Regions from separate parts of the Danio rerio genome. Here region 1 is linked to region 2. A link is a contact called in public HiCAR-type data. All regions are on one chromosome and are shown on one strand. The core of a region is the stretch at or near the end of the contact, and the rest is flanking DNA. Distances in the headings are between cores, read along the strand shown.

Region 1 (4,349 bases), core at 1,695-4,194, 150 kb after region 2:
TCTCTCTGAAGTGTTTACTCAGACACACAATACACTCACAATAGAGCCTTTTCACAAGATGACTCATTTCAACAGTCAGCTGAATCTTAAACTCTTGAAAGATTTTAATTTTAATATTTTGATTTTGTTTATAAACATGTACACAAAAATGTATGCTTATGAAAGGGGTATCTAATTAAACTGCTACGGGTGGGACAATAATTTTAATACAATTGTTCTCTGTATGGGATGGGCTGCAGTTATCGGTCTCACAATTAATTCCTTTTTTTTTTTGTTATTTAAGCAAAGTGAAGTCCAAAAAAGTCTATTTGTGGTGCTCTTCCATAAAGTGGAGGAACTATGACGTCACCTTGTAGGCAAATTGGCTGCTAGCTTGAAACTGGTTCCCACGATAAAATCCCTATAGAATTTTCCCGTAGGCTTTTCGAAGATTGAAAATAATAAGCTCTTTGTTCAAACACTGTTCATTACACTTACATGTTTTGTCCAGCCGGATAACAGTCACTCAAAAATACAACTTTGAGCACTTTTAATGCAAACGTAGAACTGAAAAGCTAACATTAGGCTATAAACGGACTACAGTGCCTTCGGGGCGCTCGCCTGTGAGGTCAACACCACCCTGCTACAGACAACTTATCTAGCTTACTTTTATGCTGTGTTCACACCAGATGCGGATAAATCGCGATGTTTGCGCGTAAATAGCCGCGTGAACATTTTAGGTTACTCGTTTCATACGTGCATCAAACCCTGCTTCATTCTCAAGTCAAATTCACTTCAGAACAGACGCGGATTCGTGTGATGGGCAGGGCTTCTGTCTGCCCGAAGACTCTAGCTTCATAGCTAAGTGGCTAACATGGATTTTATGAAGAAAATAACAGTGTTTATGTGCTTTATGAAGACTGAAAAACAGCATCGATATAGCAGTATGGGTTGCGTATAGGTAGGATGGGCTCTTTGGTGTTTATTGCCACCCTTCATAGGGATCATAGTGGGATAGAATTGTAAAATACGGGAGAATCCGGGGAAAAACGAGAGGGTTGACGTGTATGGTTTCCACTGTCAACAGTTGTGAATTGGTACCACATTGTGAAAAGTACTATACTATTTTTTGGCACCCTTACATAAGGGTGCCTAGCACAATAGCCTGGTACCTAAAGGGTGGAGCTAGGCTCACTGCTGAATGCTATTAGTTTACAGAGAATCATCGCTTTATGGCATGTTCTACAAGGAGAATGACAACACAGGAAGTAGAAAACACGACAATGAAATAACACATCGGCCCGTAGCAATGATACATGGTTTACCCGGGAGGTGAGACCCTCCATGAGTATCATGCTGAGAAATAAAAAGAAGCAAAAACTGCCTCTGCATTATGTCCTCCATTGTTGTTTACTCCTTTCTTCGTCGAGCAAGAATGTCATTACAACTTTCTGTAATACTCCATGGCTACCATGTAAAATGCAACCTGGTCAGGGTGACCTGTACAGAAATGTACGGTACTGAACTCTGTGGAAATGAGCCAAAATGTTCAAGTTTGGAATAAAACAGTGTGCACATTAGGTCGATGTAAAATATTGTAGAGATGCAGGAGCTAGCCTGCTCAGACTCTGCTTAAACTTTGTAGGTTTGGTTTGAAAATAAGAGAGATGGAAAGAAAGAGAGACCTTCCCAGGCAAAAAGAAAGCCTGCTCATTTTGAAGAGGTTTCAGTAATGAATACCCTGGCGGGGGAGGCAGGGCCAGCTGAACTGCTTCCTAATTAAACAGAGTTTAGGCACACAATAACAACAAGGAATTAAGGGGTCGGTCAATTGTGACTTCCTCAAAAGAACTGCAATTTACTTTCATTTCAAGTTACTCAGAGATCTAAATGCACTTTGTCCTGCTTTCCTGACTTGCCATGTCCCTTTGAGCACCGCTCAGAGAGGTCACCAGACTTGACCACAGTTTAGTGGAAAGACATTGTGAGATTTAAATGTCCAAAGCTTAGAGAGGGAAGGGAGGTTGTGCACCTACGCGCCCCCATTCATTACACAAGTATAAATAATAAACCTGGAATCAAACAACATTTGGCGTGGTTCATATGAGCACTTGTATAGCTGGCCAGTGTCCTTTTGTTTTCTTCTCTATCAGACTGAGATCTGGTAACTGTGAAGGACATTTTTATAATATTTTGATAATCTACTTGAACATGATACTGAGTTCATTATAGACACATTTTGGACAAACTTTAGACACATTAAGACTTTACGTTTCTGGAATACTCGGATCAGTCTTGCATCAACCACCACTCCACATTTAAAGTCACGGTCACCCTTTATTTTGATGGTCCGTTTGTTGAATTTAAGTTACATTGCGTCTACATGCCAACTAATTCTCATTAGATTATAAGTAGAGTGTTAGGTTGGGGTTAGGTTTAGTGTTAGTATACATTGACATGCACTAGCAAAGTTTCTCATAGTCAGTTAAATGTTTGTTGAAGGAGCAGTATCAACAGATATTAAGCAGACAGTCTACTAATACTCAAGTGGACCATCAAAATGTTACCAAAGTCACTTTAATCACAGTTCTTTCCCATTCTGATCTTCAGTTTAAACTCTTGATCTTGTCTACATGCCTAAATCCATTGAGTTGCTGATATGCGATTGACTAATTAGATATTTGCATTATTAAACCCTGGGTTATCGACATTTTAAACACCACTTTTAATCCCGGGTAAAGATGTGTTTCAAAGTGTTTTTCAAAGTTTCAAAGTGTTTCAAAAATGTTTCAAAGTAGTTTTAGCATCGCTAAGGTTATTTGCGCACATATTTGTGGTGTTAAACCTTTATTTTGATGCTCAGTTTGTTCAGTGTGAAACAGAATTGTGTTTGCTTGGTGCTGGACGCTTAGCCAATCAGAATATGAGCAGCATGGCTCATGTCACACGAGTAACAGGAAACTTGTTTTTTGTAAAGAGCAGACTGTGAGCAATAGACCCTTTTCACAATAACGTCACTTCACTCCCCCCTATCGGCAACGCAGTGTATTTTTAGTTCCGTTTTACCTTTGAAAGAATGGGAGACTTCTCTGCAAATTTAATAATAAAAATATTAGCATTGCACTGCTTTAAGACTATTATTGGTATTGGGCATGTGTCCAGATGTTTCTTTTTCAATACTAAACTGTGTTCTGGGTTTGAAAATGATTTTGTTTAGGTTAATAAGAATAGGTATAAGCTATTGTTTATCAAGGAAAGCATATGTTTGCAACCTTTACATTTATTAAGTTTATTTTCTAAATAATGGATATATTTTTACTTTAATGCTGCTCTGAATATAAATGTATATTATCTGTTATATGTAAATGTTCCAGCATGAGTACGATTCTTTATTAAATCTTATATAACTACCCGCCGGTTATTAAACAGTCCACGCTTCCAAATACTGATGTCCACCATGCGTTTCATTTATTGAACACAGTGAAAACTAAAAGATAAACAAATAAACAAACCACATGTTTCACACAAACACAAATATAAATTTACATTATAAATTATTATAAACAAATAATATATAAACAATGTTTAGTTTACCGTGTTGGCCTGATAACCAGCTGTAGAATAAGCAAGAGCATTAAACAGGTGCTTGCATTGAGATCTCACTATCCTGAGTGACCATACAAACTCTCGCAGGTTAAATCAATCAATGAGAATCATGTGACTTCCCACTCAGGCCAACCGGAAACAAAGATATTAGTAATAAACGTATACCAATACACGTTCAAATAATGAAATTCAAAACAATAAACAAAATTACAAGCTGACCAATCAGTGTCAGCTACATCTTATATTACCTGGTAAGTGTCTACAAATGCAACCAGTTTCATCATTTATTATTTACTGATCTATTAATGTTTTGTTCAGTTTCTTCATTTGAATTAATTAATTATTAAATTTATTAAATTTATTAATTTTTAATTTAATTAATTATTAAATTAATGTCCTACTGCCATATTTTGGGTGGATTTAATTTGATATCTGTACTACCTTTTAATGAGTAATGTTGCAAATAAATTCAGAATCTGAAAGTACTGATTTAAGCTGTTTTCTTGGTGTTATTTTTGCAATTGTAAATTTTTATAATGATTTCGTTTGATTATTAAGAGTCACATACAACATTGTAATTCTGTTAAATTTAATATGAATATTAAATAGACATAAATGTTTTGTGTTCATGAATAAAATACCTACATAGAAAAAAATGTGAAAGAACTGAGAGTTTGAATAATATGAATGTGTTTGTGAATCAGCTGTCCACAACCACAGTAAAACACTCACAGTTTTATTTATTACTTACTCTTCAGTACATA
Region 2 (4,395 bases), core at 1,389-3,888:
GACTCAGAATCGGACTCGGACTCGGGCTCAGGTTCAGGTTCAGGTTCAGGTTCAGGTTCAGGCTCAGGCTCAGGCTCAGGCTCAGGCTCAGGCTCAGGCTCAGGTTCAGGCTCAGGTTCAGGCTCGGGCTCTGGCTCTGGCTCAGGTTGTGGTGTAAGATGCTGGACTACATCCGTGTCACAGCACAGGAAAGGGCGCGTTGCAGCCTTCCATACTCTCTTGAAGAAAGCAGAGACTCTTTTGCCTTTCCTTCCTTTCTTGGGTTTTTCTAAAATGAAGAAAACAAACAGAAACATCTCCATGAACAGAGCTGCAGCTACAGCGCTCAGCATATTCATATATGCAGTACACCCCATTTAGAAAAGGAATGTTTTTATCCATTTCTCAGTGAATCTGGGTCATATATATTGGTGCATTTGAACAAAACAGATTTATCAAACAGATTTATTTATTAAAATAATAATTTAGTCACAGAACATCTTTAGAAATGAAAAGATAATACAATTAATATCATGCAAAATATTGCAAAATTTACAAACTACAACATTTCAACAAAATTGTCAATATTTTTTGTTTCTATTTGACTTTTGGTAATTTAGAAAATTTTATTTAATATTTTCCCTGAACAAATACATTTGGGCTACTCATTTTTGAACCATTATTTAGTTATTTTGTTAGATAAGCTCCATATTTGGCTTCAGTTCTGACTAAACTAATGTACATGCACAAATATAATATTATAAAGCCTCCTATAGAAAATCTGAATTTAAATGAGAGATTTGTGGGGGGTGCACTCATATATGTTCAGCACTGTATTAATTAATACACAACCAACAGTACATCAAATGACACTGTCTGATTTATAAGCTAAAAACAACAAAGCATAAAAATAACAGACGGCAGAAATAAAATGAACCAAATTCAGGATGACTCACCATCAGTCCCATCAATATCAGAGGGGTCTTGAACAGACGGAGGCGACTCAGGACAGGCCGAATCTGCATCCGTCATGTTCTTAATATTGGAGAGGTCATGGACACTGATTGGCTGGGGATCTTCCCAGACCTGGCCTGGCAGACACACCAGCTCAGTATCAACATGACCTGTGAGGGCCGTCGAGGACTCTGGACGGGCCGGATCTGCATTCGGCACATCTGCTGTTTGCTCAATGCTGAAGGGGCCCGGAACACTCAACGGCTGAAGATCTTCACAGACCTGGCCTGGCTGCCACACCGGCTCAAGGTCTGCATGTGCTGCGACGGTCCTGGAGGGACCTGGAACAGGCAGATGCTGGAAATCGTCGACATCTGACCGTGGTTCAAAGGGAACCACTCTGTTCCGGTCACAGCAAAGGAAAGGGCGCTTCACAGCCTTCCATGCTCTCTTAAAGAAAGCAGAGGCTTTATTCCCTTTCCTCCTTTTCTCTGTGTTTTCTGAAATAAAGGAAATGAACAGGGAAATATTAGAAAACTCTTTAATCACATGTTTAAAACAGACAACGTGCTGTAAATTAGACAAATAAAAGACAATCACACAAAAGGAACAACAACAATAAATTTAGAACTATAATAGAAAATGTTTGAAAACTAAAATTAATTATGTGGAATTGCAAATCATTTCTATGATGTAAAATGACAAACACAAGCTGACAAATAGTCGGTAAGTCATAAGTCCATATCAGGAAAAAACCTAAAAGCAACTATTTAGCAAAAATATTTTTCTGTTATATTATTATTAAGGAGAAAGTCAGAATGTGTGAATATAAAACCAACTTTACCTCAATTATATTAATTCATCCCTGCTTGAACAAATAAAGACTTAAATATAATATTCTCACTCAGTTTGCTAAAATATAACAAATATTCCTCCACACCATCAAAAACTAAGAAAATTACAGTGCAGGTCTACACAAAGGATTTAAATTAAAGTAAAATTTAAATGATTTTTATCAGAAACATTAACAAGGCACAATTTCAGTTGAGTGGAAAGGAGAAACTTAAAAACCAGAATGTCATTACATATAAGAGCAGGGCTCTATCACAAAAATATACAAAACCATAACTACACACACAAAAAACACATTACAATGAAGAGACGTTGCATATTTGCTACACTAATAACCTTACATGGCGATATATTAATATTATTTTACTTTTAACTTCATAATTTACTGTATTATTAAATAATACGTGGAAATACACAGTTTTTGTAAACTCTTATCTCACCTGTTGGGCTTCTCATCACGGTAGAAGGTGAAGGAGAAGCCATCGTGTCACTTCGATGATTTTCGTTGACAAACTCAGTCGTGATCGTATTAACTCGGTTAAAAAACGCAGCTGACGTGTTATTTGCCATTTAAGATAAAAAACAAGTCGCTAAAGTCGTTAAATCAATGTTCACTGTACTCGTTCGTTTGTCACTCTGAGGAAAATCTGAATTCTTTCCAGTGACGTAACGGCAATCGAATTCGTTCTTTTTATTCGTCATCGGTGGTGGGGGAGGGGGGGGGGGGGGGGGGGGCGCAGGCCGCGGGTGGATCCAAGATGGCGCTCTGATCGGTGAAGTTCGTTGATCGTGTTATGATATAAGTTCTGTCTGCACAAAAAAAAACAACCCAAACCCATCGCAATCTGTTGTCTGAGAGACGAGGCGACTTTTGCAGAGCATTTCTGTGCAAATCCTGAGATTTCTGAAGCTGTTCGAGGATTTCCTAGAGAAGACTTATTATAAAGAGCACATCTTTAATCAGTTTTTATTTCCGTTCTTGTTTTCTGATTATTTCATTAAACATTTGTTGTGTCACTTCATTTTTTCCTTTTATTTATTTTTTCCTTTTATTTTTTTTTTCCTTTATTAACATTTTTATTTATTTACTTTGTTTTAAATGTACTTTCATATTTTATCTGCTTTTTTATTATAATTTGTTTTTATTGCAGGTTGGAGAAGATTGTCCATGTCCCACATGGGTGAAGAAAGAGGAGGTGAGTGTTTTTAATTTGTCATTAGTTTGTCATTGGTATGTCACTGTTTAATGCTGTACGATGTTTGACAAATATGAAAAGATCATAGAAGTATCATAAAACAAAAAAATATTTATTAAAAAGAGATTTTGATGTATGTTTATATCAAAACAATTATAATGATGGAAAACTACTGAGTTGCTCAATAAAAACAGCAAGTTCCAATAGAAAGAGTGAAAAAAGTGACCAGTGAAAGTGTTTGTTGTGTGTGATTTATCTTTTAGCTTCAAACCACTTCAGACTCAGCACCCTAGCATTTTAGAGAAATAAACTGCAGGATAAAAAGTATATCACTCCATATATCCATTTTATTTATAGATCGATTTTTGCTTTAATAGTAATTGTTTTGTTGTTTTGTGAGTTCTTAATCAGTTCAGGACGTATATTTTATTAATAAGTACTGCATTTAATAAATTACTATTTAGTGTTGTTTCGTTGCAGAATTAGAATTTTTGCTTTTGGGATTTATAAAAAAAAAAGAAATCAACCTACAATCATATTATAGAATCTTCAATCTGTTTGCTAAATTAATTTAATGTGTAAAACTCGAGAAGGACTGTAACGCCGGGGAGTGACACCAACAACAGAAGGTAGGATCCAATGTGCAGGTTTATTCACAGTCAGGCAAGCAGTGGTCAATACGGGAGCAAACAGGTATGTGAGGACAATCCAGAATCGTAGTCAGTTAACAAGCAAGAGGTCGAAAGGCAGGCGGCAGACAAGGAAAACTAAATAAACAAGTAGGTTCAAAACACAGAGAAACAAGACCAGGATAATGCGTTGTAATGTCACCTTACAGATAAACAAGACTCGGCAATGTGAATGAGTGTGTGTGCTGCTTAAATACTGTGTGTAATCAGTCTCTGAAAGTCCTCAGGTGTGAATGTAAATCAAGCTAAATGAGAAAGCAGGTGTGTGGGCGAAGAGCATGTATGAAGTTGTAGTCCAGGAAAAGTGTAGTTCTAAGTGTGTGTGTGTGTGTGTGTGTGTGTGTGTGTTTACCAGCGACATCTGGTGGTTGTTCGCTGGTAAACATGACAAGGACACAATGTATATATATATATATATTTTTTTACAGCATATAGAGTTAAAGTCTGAATTATTAGCCCCCCTTTTTATTTTTTCCCTGTTTTCTCCGTTTTACAGTCTATAGTTTTTACATTTCTAATCCGAATAGTTTTAATAACCTATCTCTAATAGCTGATTTATTTTATCTTTGCCACGATGACAGTAAATAATATTTTACTAAATATTTTTCAAGACACTTCTATACAGCTTAAAGTGACATTTAAAGGCTTAACTAGGTTAATTAGGTTAACAAGACAGGTTAGGGTAATTAGGCAAGTCATTGTATAACGATTGTTTGTTCTGTAGA

The links. HiCAR-type assays count read pairs that join an accessible place to other places.
Region 1: a contact with region 2 is called in a HiCAR-type map of caudal fin, with 6 times the contacts expected there. The contact joins the enhancer-like site here to the promoter of LOC103908726 in region 2. A contact is called at or near these places in 6 of 18 Hi-C or Micro-C datasets (caudal fin, embryo, fibroblasts and 2 more) and 1 of 4 datasets of contacts at active chromatin or transcription factors (caudal fin).

What each region holds. Positions count from the first base shown.
Region 1 is chr10:6,476,332-6,480,680 of GRCz12tu, forward strand. All of the region lies in intron 18 of map3k1 (mitogen-activated protein kinase kinase kinase 1, E3 ubiquitin protein ligase), which reads left to right. Among named protein-coding and RNA genes, the nearest start is that of hmgcs1, 14 kb to the right of the region's middle. Within about 2 kb of position 2,945, at least 10 of the 62 cell types and tissues checked have an H3K27ac peak or open chromatin away from gene starts, as enhancers often do.
Region 2 is chr10:6,331,117-6,335,511 of GRCz12tu, forward strand. LOC103908726 reads right to left here and starts at 2,639. Exons shown (of 9, transcript XM_068223890.2): 1 at 2,226-2,639; 2 at 936-1,433; 3 at 1-268. The coding sequence starts at 2,355.